Linked DNA regions of Macaca mulatta: region 1 is linked to region 2. The links are chromatin contacts, called in public Micro-C maps. All regions are on one chromosome and are shown on one strand. Each heading gives the region's core, a stretch centred on a gene start, on an enhancer-like site or on the middle of the called end of the contact. The rest is flanking DNA. Distances are from core to core; before and after follow the strand shown. Region 1 holds the start of MCM10 (minichromosome maintenance 10 replication initiation factor). Region 2 holds the start of OPTN (optineurin).

Region 1 (7,048 bases), core at 1,898-4,397, 57 kb before region 2:
TCAGTGACCTCTGTGAGATGTGAGATTGCTTCAGAACCTCTAAGACAATACCTGAGGGCTGGGGAGCATTTTCACCATTTCACAAGTGGAATAAATAACAAGTCCATGGACAAAAGGGTAGTTTTCCTTGAAACAGAGAAACAGAAAATTGCCAGGCCTTACCATCCATGCCGTCAAGAGGACAGTTGTGACAGGAAACTTCAAAGGAGGCTCAGGTGCCCAGGAGATGAGCAATGTAGAATCTTGTCTGTGTGAAATCAATATTAGAAACGTCACTTTCAATTCTTCTCTTTCACTCACAACACACACCTCCAGCAAACCCAGAATCCTACCACTCCTCTGGGCTCTAACCTCAGAATTCATCCAGAATCTGACCACGTCCCGCCTCCTCTCTCCACACCACCAATGCCATCTCCCTCCCTGGATGTAACCAGCTCACTTTTACTTGTCTTTAAACTGAGGTTACAGAAATTCATTGAGATGCAGAGCAGTTTGTATTGCACTAGATTACATGGATGAGATAAATTATGAGGAAGAACTATTGGGGTTGGCTGGGCACGGTGGCTCAACGCCTGTAATACCAGCACTTTGGGAAGCTAAGATGGGCGCATCACTTGAGGCCAGAAGTTTGAGACCTGCCTGGTCACATAGCAAGACCTGGTCTCTTTTTAAAAAATGACACACACACATGAATTATTGGGGTCGATCTAAATTAGGCTATTCTCTCATTTTATTCACTGTAACACACCTGACATCTGCATTATCCACGGCAGCTTACTGTGTGATTCTGCTTAGTCGCAGCCTTAGTGACAATCATGATTTTGATTCAATACTGTCAGCAAAGCACAGAGAAACAGCACACTAATTAAGACAAAGTTGTATCACTCTGTGCACTTCTCTTTTCATTTAAGAAGATTTTTTAAACTGCAAGAAAAAAAGGATAAATTTTTCTAGGCTCTTATTTAACTTACATGTGCTCTTTGGCAAGTTCAATGTCAAAGAACTAATTACAGTGATTAGGGTGCTTTCTTTTCTTTTTTTAGACAGGATCTTGCTCTGTCGCTGGGGCTGGAGTGCAATGGTGCCATCGGCTCACTACAACCTCCGCCTCCCAGGCTCCAGCGATTCTCCTGCCTCAGCCTTCCAAGTTGCTGGGATTACAAGTGTGCGCTACCACACCCGGCTAATTTTTGAGTTTTTTGTAGAGACAGAGTTTTGCCATGTTGCCCAGGCTGGTCTTGAATTCCTGACGTCAAGTGATTCGACTGCCTTGACCTCCCAAAGGCGCTTTTTTTTTTTGAGACAGAGTCTCTGTCACCCAGGCTGGAGGGCAATGGCGCAATCTCGGCTCACTGCAAACTCCGCCTCCCGGGTTCACGCCATTCTCCTGCCTCAGCCTCCCGAGTAGCCGGGACTACAGGCACCTGCCACCAGGCCGGGCTCATTTTTTCTATTTTTAGTAGAGACGGGGTTTCACCTTTTAAGCCAGGATGATCTCGATCTCCTGACCTTATGATCCGCCCGCCTCGACCTCCCAAAGTATTAGGATAACAGGCGTGAGCGACCGCGCGCGCGCGGGCTTTTTTTTTTTTTTTTTTTTTGAGATGTAGTCTCACGCTGTCGCCCAGGCTGGAGTGCAGTGGCGCGATCTCGGCTCACTGCAAGCTCCGCCTCCCGAGTTCAAGTGATTCTCCTGCCTCAGCCTCCCAGGTAGCTGGGATTACAGGCGCCTGCCAGTACACCCAGCTAATTTTTTGTATTTTTAGTAGAGACAGGGTTTCACCGTCTTGGCCAGGCTGGTCTGTGATTCGCCCACCTGGGCCTCCCAAAGTGCTGGGATTACAGGCGTGAGTCACCACGGCTGGTCGTTTTTAAAAAATTCATTCAACAAACATTTCCACGGCCCCCTCATGTGCCACACACTGGGCTATCTACTGGGGAATCTATTGGACAGTAAGCTTCCTGAGGGTTAGGAGCAAACTGTCTTGTTCAAGTCTATAACCTGCCTCGCCTTCCCCCAAAATGAAACTGTGCACCCTCCCTCGCCCTCAAATCCAGGGCCACTGACAAGTACTGTGGTTCCATCTCCAAAACACTGCTCAAATCTACCACTTCTCTCCAACTTCACTGCCAGAACCCTAGGCCAAGCCACCATCAACCTTTCACCCGATGACTGTGTTAGCTTTCTATGCTGGTCTCTTTGTCCCCCTGCAATCTATTCTCCATACAACAGCCACAGCAACCTTCCCTTTCCTTAGTAACCTTTTAGGAACATAAATCAGATCATGGGGGTCCCTTCGTTGAAATTCTTTAATGATTTTTCATTGCCCTTAGAACAAAATCTGCAAAGCCTGCGAGGCAATGATACATATTCTCTCTCCCTTTCCAAGCTTTCTACTCCCTTACCTTTTCCACAATCCACCACGTCCAATTCTACCCACCCAGACACCCAAAACAATGCTCCAGCCGGGCCAGCCCGTTTCCACTTTCTGGAACACACTAAGTTGCTTTGAGGTCTCAGGCTCTGTCGGAAGAAAGCTCCCCCCAGGTCCTTATCGCCCTTTAGTCTCCACTTATTCATCTTTCTGAGACTTTCTGGACGACCCTGAGTCGTCCACTGTCGTGCATTTGTTTATTGCCTGCTCGTCCCTTTAAACTGTAAGCGCCGTGAAGGCAGCGTAAATGTGATCCCAGCCCTGCACACCATCTGCGTTCAATAATCATTAGCAAATCATGACTACAAGAAATCAATGAATGAATCAATGAATAAAAGCAAGCCCAGGCGGCAGGCACTTGGCAAGCACTTAAAAGGCTGCTTTTAAAAAGAAGAACCCGGTTCCTTAGTAGACGGCCGGCGACTCCCAGCCCCCGGCCCGGCCATGCCAGCCCCGCGCGGTCCCGAGCTGCCGCCAAATCCAGATCGCGCCCACCCGAGCTCCCAAGACCCCGCGCCTCTCGCCCTCAGATCCCTTGCACCCCGCGCACAGACATGCGAGGCGGCCCCGGCCCCGCCGCCCGAGGATCACCCGCATGCCTGGGGTCTGCGCTCCTCAACTGGTGCCGGGACGCCTTCTTGGTCCACAGACTAACCCGCCAAAATTCCAACCGGATTCCGCCCCTGCCTTGACGTCACACGCACGCGGCTGTGGGACCACACTGATTGGCTACGTCAGCGAACCCCAGGCCCTCGCGCAGAGCAATCGGATTGGTTTACGTCATTGGGCGCCCTCTTTGTTGAGGGCAAGGGCACTTCCTGTCGGTAGCAGCCAGTCTCCTTTAGGTAAAATAGAGTGTCTGGCGCCCTCTGGTGCCTGGAAGTTTAAGTCGTCCCACCCAGTATTTTTCCTGTGGTCAAGTTCCACTCCTGACGCTCTGGGACCGACTGTTCCTTTGTCAGCCTTGTGTCCATTCGAAATGTTTGGGCTCAGGACCAAACAGATACGGTCCACTTTTACCCCGTCTGGCCTTGGGGAAGTGACTTATCTCTCTCAGTTTCCCCTTCACCATCTGTGCAGTGAGGGAAAGGGTAGATGACATCTTTTACACTGAAACCACCATTTCCCGAGTAATTCCTGGTCCATAGATTTTTGGGACTTCTAAGGGGCGTCAGGGCTGAAGAGAACTTATCAGCAGACCATATCTTTCACAGAATTTTTTGCAGTAAAATGCAGACCTCTTTATGTATTTACATTCTTAAAAATAGTGTTTGTACATAATAATAACAACATAGTTTCTAAATGCAGAATAACATTTAGCTTTTACATAATTTCAAGGGATTGATAGCAGAAGAGACTTTGACGGACCAAATGACCACTTTGAGTCTTCCCACCCCCCCTTTTCCTCCTTGCAGACACTATTCAGGTACTGCAGTTCCCCCACTAATAATCCTTTTGGTATAAGATCGTATCTCTATCCACTATCTACTTTCATTGTCAGAACAATTAAAATCGACTTTAGGAAGACTGAAGATAAACAGTCCTGATGCCATCTACGTTGACTTTTTTCCTGTGTCCTAATGGAGTATTACTGCTCCATTTATGAGCTCAGCCCTATTATTTACGCCTATATTATTTAAATCTATATTGGCTCAGGAATAGCAATAAAACCATTTCTGAGAGCTGCTAGTGTGAAAAATTCATAGTAATAGAGGAACTGTAGCAATCAAGTTGCAAAAGTGTGTTTAAATGCATCACTACATCTAGTTATTTTTAAAAAGCTTCATCATAGATTTATTCTTAGCCATTATGCAGAAATTCCTTGACCAGTTCTGATCAGTACTCCGAAGTTCTTTTCTTCACCTTGACTGTCCAGGTCCTCTTTGCATCCAGTTCCATGCAAGGAGTCAGAAACAGAACCAATCTAAACCCGCAAACCTTCCTTAAATGAGGAATCAAGCACTTCTTATTGGAATTAGTATAGTGGTGACGTTGAGAAAAGAAGTGGAGGTGAGTTTGAGAAACAATTAGGCAAAGAGATTTTTTTTTTTTTTTTTTTTTTTTTTTTTGAGACGGAGTCTCGCTGTGTCTCCCAGGCTGGAGTGCAGTGGCGCGATCTCGGCTCACTGCAAGCTCCGCCTCCCGGGTTCACGCCATTCTCCCGCCTCAGCCTCCCAAGTAGCTGAGGCTACAGGCGCCCGCCACCACGCCCGGCTAGTTTTTTGTATTTTTAGTAGAGACGGGGTTTCACCATGTTAGCCAGGATAGTCTCGATCTCCTGACCTCGTGATCCACCCGCCTCGGCCTCCCAAAGTGCTGGGATTACAGGCTTGAGCCACCGCGCCCGGCCTCAAAGAGATTTTTTTAAATCCATTGAATGTGGCTTTTCCAGGCCGATAGCGCTCACACAAACATTATGAACGTTCCTAAAACCCACCGGACTTTCTATAAGAAGTGTGGCAAGCACCAACCCCACAAAGTGACACAGTTCACGAAGGACAAGGATTCTGTGTATGCCCAGGGAAAGCGGTGTTATGACAGGAAGCAGAGTGGCCATGGTGGGCTAACTAAGCCGATTTTCCGGGAAAAGGCTAAAACTACAGAAGACTGTGCTAAGGCTTGAGTGCGTTGAGTCCAGCTGCAGCTCTAAGAGAATGTTGGCTATTAAAAGATGCAAAGCATTTTGAACTGGGAGGAGATAAGAAGAGAAATGGCCAAGTGATCCAGTTCTATCATGTTTTCTTTTATTATGAAGACAATAAAATCTTGAGTTTATATTTTAAAAACATCTATTGAATGTGGAGATATTAGCGAGAAGGGAGCAGAGAGGGAATGGGGAGAGAGGTTTAACATGACTGTTTCTGATTTACACAATAGGGTACTTTTTGAGGTTGCGCACTGAAGTAGGAGACACAGGAAGAACGGAACAGGTTTAGGGGAGAAGATAGATTTAGTTTTCTATTTCAGAATGAGAAAGGCACGGTAGCCAACCCCCAGCTTGATCTCCAGATCTGGGGTTCTAAGGAGTGGTCTGTACTCTCCTTAGAATACAAACGAAGGCCAAAAAAGAACAGCTCTGACAGTCATCAACATCTATCTAAAATGAAATCTAAAGCAAAGAGCCCATATTGCAGTGGTCCTTAACCTTTTTTTTGGGCGGTGGAGGGTGTTTATCACAGAGCCCTTTAATATCATAAAAGTGGGCCGGGCACGGTGGCTCATGTCTGTAATCCCAGAACTTTGGGACGCCGAAGCGGGCAGATCACTTGAGGTCAGGAGTTCGAGACCAGCCTGGCCAACATGGTGAAACCCCATCTCTACTAAAAAATACAAAAATGAGCCAGACTAGTGGCGCATGCCTGTTATCCCAGCTACTCGGGAGGCTGAGGCAGAAGAATCGCTTGAACCCGGGGGTCGGAGGTTGCAGTGAGCCGAGATTGGCCATTGCACTCCAGCCTAGGCAACAAAAGCAAAACTGTCTCAAAAAACAAACAAAAAAAACAAACAAAAGAGGCCGAGTCCCTCCTGCTCCCTCTAGGAATCAAAATAGCGGCGAGGGAAACCTGAAGCCATCCCGGAGCCTGAGCTACTGACAGGAGAGGAGAGGAGAGGGCAGCGGCGGCGGTAGGAGGAGGATGGGGCGGGGTGCTGACCCCGGTGCCCACGGCGGTGCTGGTGGCGGAGGCGGGGGAGGCGACGGCAGCGGTCCCTGCGGCAGCAGCAGCAGCGGCGGGAGGAGCCTCCGGGTTGGTTGAACTGTGGTTGCGGAACCCATGGAACACGAAGGGCAGACTGTATAATAAACCCTTTAGGATCCTTGCTGTGTAGTTCTTACAGAATGTACAGTCCGTGTCTCTGGCTGCCCACAGTCTTTCACACTTCCAGTGGTATGCACTGAAGTAAAGTCTAATGGCCCTGTTCTCATAGAAATGAATGAAAAGAGGCACCTGGATCCAGGGTTGAAGCTTCCTAACGGCCTCTGGGATTATACTCTGGAGAACCTGCAGATGGAATGCCTGAGTGACTGAGGAAAATGGGTGCTAATGCATCTCATTATCTTCATTCATGTTCCCCGAGGGTAGGGGGAAATTCACAGGCCCAGTAGACTTTGATAGGAACGTCATCCTATTCTCAGCAAGGCTGAGAATTTCGGTTGCAAACCGAAATTGTATAGCCTTGACCATGGCCATAAGAAACCACAAGACAAAAAAAAAAAAAAAAAAAAAAGGAGGACTTCTGGCCCTGCCACCTTAATTAAGCGTGGAAAATCTGATAGGTCTGCCTATCATGCCAAGCAGCTGCGAGAACTCCTCTCTGGGTGGGATGTTAGAGACGTCAATGCTTTAGTGGAGGAATATGAGGGAACGCCAGCATTAAAGGAGCTTTCTCTACAAGCCAGTTTGGCTAGGCCGGAAACCCGGACATTGCAGAAAGATATGAATGATCTTTATGAGTACAAGTATCGTACTGATGTAGATTTCATATTTCAAGAAACTTGTTATTCTGTTCATTGTGCCATTTTGGCAGCAAGGTGTCCATTTTTTAAAACGCTGCTTTCTTCCTCACCTGAGTATGGGGCAGAGATAATAATGGACATCAATACAGCTGGTATT
Region 2 (7,422 bases), core at 2,623-5,122:
CTGTTTTTAACATCACCTTGAGCTATGTTCAACTGATGAAAGACAATATCCTTGCACATGTCTTCGAAGGTTACAGAAACTGGAACTAAGCCATTTATTCTAAGATTCTATCTAATAACAGAGTTTCCCATAATCAACTGACCTAGATGTGAAGTATGTTCTTTCTAAGCAAAAGTGATATTTAATGATGGAAGGATGAATTAATTGAGCACAGGATTTGTCAAGATTCCACCAATGAGGAAGACTGAGGACTGCCTAGTAAATGGATGGTCAAAAGCAAGTCCCCTAGATTTTATTCGCATATCTGCTATCTCAATTCCTGACTCTGTGTGTGTGTGTGTGTGTGCATGTGTGTGTATATACATTTAAATTCCAGAGATCAAGTAATTATAGTCATGACTTGACCTTGTAAACACCAGCATAAATCTGATTCCTGAGTTGGCCTTAGAGATGATCCAGACCAACATATTCAATGCAAGAATGTCTTGTCTGGTTTCGATGGCACATGATCCTATAGAGCAGGCTTGAGTGTTTCAATGACACAGCACAAGTGCAGTGACCTTAGCAGGCACTGTCTATTCCACTGTGGGATGGCTCCAGTGGTCAGAAAGTCATTATGTGTCAAATGGTACCTGCTTTACACTGACTTCTCCACAGTGGACACTGGACGAGGTACAAGGTTAGGCCCTTGCCCTGGTATGGCCAAGTCTTCAAATTTGTTAACGAAGTATTCATAGGTTCAATCCCTACATGGGATAAATGAGTTTTAAACAGTGAAAACTTGATTTTTGACCAGAGACAAGAGTTGGCTACTGGCAAATTCTATGAAGACTCTGGGTTCACAAGGGGGGCGAGATTCTAATATTGCATCAACTAAATCCTTCATCACCCTGGAAAAAGAACTTAGAGTATGCATCCTACTAATTGGGTAAAAATAGCTTCATCATTACACACTAGAAGGGATATTGTGACTTTGTATTTTAGTAATATACAGAAAATGGCAGCAGCTTTAACCTAGCTGCCCAAGGGAGTGAGGCTTGATTCTTCCCAGTCCCCTTTTCTCCAAGTCTAATGGGTCACCAAATGCCATCACCTCTACCTCCTAAATAATTCTTTTTTTTTTTTTTTTTTAATTAAGACTCAGTCTCACTCTGTCGCCTAGGCTAGACTACCGTGGCACAATCTCAGCTCACTGCAACCTCCGCCTCCCTAGTTCAAGCGATTCTCCCACCTCAGCCTCCCAAGTAGCTGGGATTACAGGCGCATGCCACCATGCCCGGCTAATTTTTGTATCTTTAGTAGAGACGGGGTTTCACCACTTTGGCCAGGCTGGTCTTGAACTCCTGATCTCAAGTGATTCACCCGCCTCGGCCTCCCAAAGTGCTGGGATTACAGGCATGAGCCACCACGCCTGGCCCTCCTAAGTGTTTCTAAAATCCACTGCCTCCTCTCCATCCCCACAGGCTTAGTTCAGGCCCTTATCTTGTCTGTACCACAGCCACACTGACCTCCACAAAGGACAGGGGTTCTGCCTATTTTGTCCACTGCTGTATCCCCAGGACTGAGAACATTACTTGCCACATAGAACGGAGGGCTCAGTAAATATCTGTTGAATATATTTTAACAGCCTCCTAAATGACTGACTTTCAGCCCTGTCAATTTCAGTCCTGTTGCCCTCATGGTTTCTTTTGCAATATGAGGTCAGTCCCCTGAGTGCATCCTTCCCGTACAAGACAGACTTTCAGCTTCTTAGCAAGATAAATGTGGCCTTTCAGGGCCCAGGCCCAAATGACCCAGCAGAGTCACCTCCTGCCACCAAAACACTCATACCCAAGGCACGTTAAAGAGCTCGCGGTTCTCTGCATTCTTCTGTTTCTGCGTCCTTGCCTCTCTTCTGCCCTCTGCCCGAAATGTCTGGCTCCCCTTGTGTCCTGGCAAACTTCCACTGGACAGATCAATGTTCAGCTTAAATATGATGTCCTGTGTCATATGAACTGTTCCCTACCCGAGCACCCAAGAACACTCTGCATTTCCACCTCCTCCGCCCACTCTGAAATTACTGCTATCGTTTGCCCGTGTACTTTCTCTCCACGTTATTCTTACTAGAGACTGGCACATAGCAGGTTTGCAGTAAATGTCGAAATCAATTGAAAATATAGCATAATGAGGTATTTTTAAGTGTAATACCTGTAAAATGCTTTCTGCTGTGTAGGTGACAAACTCAGCATGCTAGTGTTGTTAGGAGTTTCTCCACAGTTCCACGGCATTTACATCCAGATTCTCGAAATCCACTTTTCTAACTTATTTGAAAAATTAGAAGTGCTTTTTTTCTGTCACTGCAAAGTCATCTGGGTATCACTTCGTAACACAGATGCTAATAATCCTCATACACATGTCAAAGTGGTAACAACCAAAGCTTTTAAAATAATTTTTTCTTTCTAAATGAAATGTTTTTTTTAAAGAATTTAATATTTTTCCTTTTCCTTTGGGTTTTCTATTTCATAAATTCCAAAGAACATATATCAAATATGCCAAATCTCTAAAAAACAGAAGGTGTATTTCATGGCCAGAATACTTACACGCGTCTACCTAAGGGCGGGAGTTCAGCAGGACATAATACAGTGTCCAGTTGCCTTCCAGAATAAAGTTTGGTTTTCCGGAGACGGGAGGCGGGGGAGGTTAGGTTAGTTATATTCCTAGCATAATATGCAACCTAAAGGTTAATTTATAAAAAAGAAGCTGCTACTTTTACAGTGTTGTACATAATATATAAAGAACACCCAAAATTGGCCCAGTGGAAAAACAGATCAGTTATGCCAGGACTTAAATCAATGATCGTCCTCTCTCTAAAGGTCACATTTAAACTTGCCTTGTCCACTCCAGGGCAATCCCTGGCCTTGGCGTCTGCCCTGGGACCTCTCCAGCCCCTGCCCCAAAACTGCACCTGTCCTGGGAGGCAGCCTGGCCCCGCTAACTCTTCTCTCCCTGGGTCAAAAGAGCAAGGTGGGTTCTTCTGTTCACACTGCCTGCACCTTGCTAACCAGCTCCAAAGGCTTCTGAGGTTCTCACATTGCCTTACTTTTCTATGCTTTCATTTTCCATTTCATCCTTACAAACAGTTCCATGGTGTACATTTCCATACAACAGTTTTCCTGGTGGTGGAGGCCAGGCCGGAACCTGGGTTTCATTTTCTTTGAGTGATGTTTACTGCCTGTAGCTTATACATTTCGATGGCAAAAACAATTCCTTTGGGGTTCTCGGCCTCATCAAATATTCTCTCTATATAGAGTGTACAGACTCTCCCAGACACAGTAGTCTATGTGGATTCCCACCCCCTTAGAAAGGGGTCACTCTGTGGTACGGACCCTGGGCACCTCATTCAGCTCAAGTAGTGGTCCCACGTCTCCCACAGGTGTGTCTGTAACCACCTCCTCCTTATGGGCAGGAACTGGCTGCGGAATCCTTCCCAGCCTGCGGGAGGACGTCACCTCCAAGCCTCCGGGTGACCTGCAGAGGGGTTACCTGTGGCCGCCAGGCCGGCCCTGGACGGTTCTTGGACCCACCCTCTGTTCACTACCCACCCTTTCCCACCAGGTCAGGACCCGCCGGGGCCTGGGGATCCTCCCAGGGCAGCAGTCTCGCGGGAGGGCCGCCCCACCCCTCGCCACCCTCACCCCGACAGGCTCCGGGCCGCGGGGCAGGGCGGCGGGAACCGTTTTCAGGCTGGAGAAGAGCCCGTCGGGAAGGAGCCGCCGCCCCCTCGCCCACCTCTGCAGCCTCCTGCCCTGGCTCACCTGCCGCCCGGCTTGGCTTCGCTCAGGGTCACTGCTTCCTTGGCATCGTGCCGCCTGGAGAGAGCTGCCGACCGGGATGGGACGTTGACCAGGGAACCTGCCGGGGGGCGGCGGCGCCGGCGGCGGCGGCTGGGGCACCAGGGCTTGGGGAGCCTCGGGCTGATGCGCGGCCTCGCGACCCCGCCCAGCGCCGCTCAGCTGACCGCCAGCCGCTCCCTGCCCGCGCCGGGGAATTTCCCGGGCCCCGCCCCAGGCCCCGCCCACCCCAGGCCCCGCCCCGCCCCTTTCCTGCGTCCTTCCCCAGCTACCCACCCTCGCGGTCCGTGCGGGGTCGAGGCTGGGACCCGGGTGAACAGGGACTACGCCAAGGCGTCACTGTGACGGCGTTAATCAAAATAAATCATTAATCAAATCCAGTGTGCGGAGTTGGTCTTCCCTGTGTCTTCCCCGCAGATCCCTTAGTGGAGGCTAGAGCCGCAGGGGGGTCGCTGCCGCCCACAGAAAGAGGAGAATCCCAGGCATCCTCGGAGGGAGGCCTCCATCTGTGTTTTTTTAAAAAACGCTTACATCTAGACATAGTTAACTGAGCATACATAGCTTTCCACCCGTTTTCGCTTTAAAATACACTCAAAAAGCAGAAAGCCTGCAGGATGCTTCTTGGGCTCTTGTTACCGAAAACAGGCTCCGCTAACCTCCGGGTGCTCCAGGTGTCCGGCGCCGGGATTCACGGGTGCGCGGGGATTGCATCTGGGAAGCAGCCTCGCTGGTGTGGAGGAGGGAAGCTGTCCCCGGATTAGACAGTAGGATGACAAGGTAGGAGGGAGAGCCGCCCTGTGTGCATCCCGAGCACCCGGGCAGCGCCTCAGGGACGCGGTCACCCACACGCGCAGCGTCCGATCGCGAGGTCGAGGCCTGGGCCAGGCGGTGCTGCCGGCCCCGGGACCCTCGTGCAGGAGGAATAAACAGAAATGAGGACGGGGACCCAGGTGGCCTGGGAGAAGCCTGGGGGCAAGTTCGTGCCTAAACCCAAGAAGGGCGTGAAATCCGGGAAGAACTAGATTTACAAATGGAGGCGCTGGCACCGCCCAAATCAGTGAGAATAAGAGCACGTGGTTGCGCATCCACGCTGCTCACTGTCAGGAAGGAAACGCAAAGGAGAGAGAGAGAGAAAAACAAAAGCAAAAAAACTCTAATCTGAAATAGAAAAAGGCAGATGCGCCCTCTACTGGTATCTCCGAAGGATTCCGCTTCACTGTCTGGACCTCCCGCTGCCTGACCAAGCCTGACCCTCAACCCTGCTCCTGAGGCTAACCGCAAGAGCAAGGCAGGGAAGCAAGCAAGTCAGGGACTGCCCCAGACCCAATTCCGGGCCCTCGAGTTGGTGTGGTGTAGGAGGGGCAGATGAGGCTAGAGGCTGCTTTATAAGGAGTGAGCCTGGGGGTGGGAGTGGGGAGAAAGAGAATTTAAAAAAAAAAATTTTTTTTTAAATCAGTGGAGGAGGGCCAGGCGCGGTGGCTCACGCCTGTAATCCCAGCACTTTGGGAGACCGAGGCAGGCAGATCACGAGGTCAGGAGTTTGAGACCAGCCTGGCCAATATGGTGAAAGCCTGTCTCTACTAAAAATACAAAAATTAGCCAGGCATGATGGTGCTCTCCTGTAGTCCCAGCTACTCGGGAGGCTGAGGCAGAAGAATCGCTTGCCGGGGAGGCAGAGCTTGCAGTAAGCCGAGATAGTGCCACTGCACTCCAGCCTGGGTGACAGAGTGAGACTCTGTCTCAAAAAAAATAAAAAATAAAAATAAAAATAAAAATTCAGTGCAGGAAATAACTGATCATTCGTGAAAAGGGCTTGGAAAAATATATACAGAGAGAAATGGAATGACGTTCTCTAATTTTTGTTTAACTACTGGGATAATCCAGGCAGAAAAGATGGCGTCACAGCTGTACCCTGGGATCGGGGGAAGAGAGTCCCTCCGGGGCCTGTAAGGGGTTCCTGGGGGTAAGTCGTACTTCACTAGGCTCCTTTTACTATTTAAAACCCTATAGGTGGGCCACAGTGGCTCACACCCGTAATCCCAGCACTTTGGGGGGTCAAGGCAGGAGGATTGCTTGGGCCCAGGAGGGAGAGGCTGCAATGAGCTGTGATTGTACCACTGCACTCCAGCTTGGGCGAGAGGGAGACTTTGTCTCGAACAAAAACAAAACGAGAACAAAACAACCCTATGAAAGTGAATTAAAATGAGCATCAGTGAAACTATGAGCCAAGGGAAGGAGGTCACCCGCAAGCTGCCCATGACTTTGGTGTGGGAGGCTCAAGGTGAGTTTCTGGTAGAGAAAGCAGTCAAAGTTGTTTCCTCCTGAACCCTTGCTCCCAGTGGTGGGGTGCGGGGATGGGGAGTGCCCTGAGGCACTACACACACCCATGCACACACACTTCCCCCCCAGCCACTTCTTAGCTACAGGACCTTGACCAAGTTACTTCATCTTACCCTTCCTCATTCCCTTTATCTGTAAAATGGGGAGTATAGTACGCTCCCAAATCCAGAAAGTTCTAAGGACCAAACCTTTTTTCCTGACCTGACCCAACTGATGGAAAACTATTTACAGTCTTTATTTAGATCCCTTGATGTGATTTTTAAATTTGTTTTGTGAAGGAAAATCGATTAGTCAATAGGAGAACTGCGTCAGACCCTGTCAGGGTGTTATGTGATATAAATCCCATGCATTGAATAGCCTTTTGAAAATCCCCAAAATTCTGGACTCTAAAGCAGGGCTTGACCCAAAGGTTTTATTTTATTTTTTGAGGTAGAGTTTTGCTCTGTTGCCCAGGCTGGAGTCAAGTGGCATAATTTCAGCTCACTGCAACCTCCACCTCCTGGTTTGGAGCGATTCTCCTGCCTCAGCCTCCAGAGCGGCTGGGATTACAGGCATGTACCACCACACCCAGCTAATTTTTGCATTTTTAGTATTGATGAGGTTTCGCCATATTGACCAGCCTGGTCTTGAACTCCTGACCTCAGGTGATCCACCCGCCTTGGCCTCCCAAAATGCTGGGATTACAGGTGTGAGCCACCCCAAATTTTTAAATAAGGCATTTGGACCCACAGCCCTCACCTAAGGATGCTGAGAGGATTAAAGAGGAAATATGTATTCAACACCTAGAAAAATGCCTGGCACATGGTGTTTGTTGCTGTTGCTTGTGTTAGAGCTGGTGCTGTTTCTTAGCCTGGATCGTCCCGTTTGGTGACTCCATCCTCCTGCACACTTCCATGGGTAGATGGAATCTAAATGCAGTGAAAACACTGAAATAATAGCATGCTCTTAGCTGATTTGCTGATGTGGTTTTGTGGTGGGTAAATGTAGAGCAGTGTGGGAGGGTGTTTAGTGAGATCCTAATCCGTGTTTGATGTTCCTCGTGTTCCTTTCCACCCCAATCTCCTCTGTTTGGAGTTCGCAACGAGTCCCTTCGGGCTTCCTACCTTCAGGAGTGTTGGCTGGACTCCTGGCAACAGCTCTTAGAAGTACAGCCTTTCTTCTTGTCTTTTGAGAAAGCCTGATCTCAATATATCCATGATCTACCCCAGATGTCCCGGAGGAAGAGGAGCCAGAGCTGGGTGGGGTGGAGGCT

Evidence for each region. Hi-C and Micro-C count contacts between places; a contact is called where the count stands out from the background.
Region 1: a Micro-C map of CD4 T cells shows a contact between it and region 2, with 12 times the contacts expected there. The contact joins the promoter of MCM10 here to the promoter of OPTN in region 2. A contact is called at or near these places in 5 of 14 Hi-C or Micro-C datasets (CD4 T cells, blood, cortical neurons and 2 more).

Annotation. Positions count from the first base shown.
Region 1 is chr9:14,715,734-14,722,781 of T2T-MMU8v2.0, reverse strand. It overlaps MCM10 (minichromosome maintenance 10 replication initiation factor), which reads right to left and starts at 3,147. Exons shown (of 20, transcript XM_077945771.1): 1 at 3,035-3,147; 2 at 163-247. The coding sequence starts at 169. It also overlaps the pseudogene LOC144331415.
Region 2 is chr9:14,658,927-14,666,348 of T2T-MMU8v2.0, reverse strand. It overlaps OPTN (optineurin), which reads right to left and starts at 3,872. Exons shown (of 15, transcript NM_001032897.1): 1 at 3,795-3,872.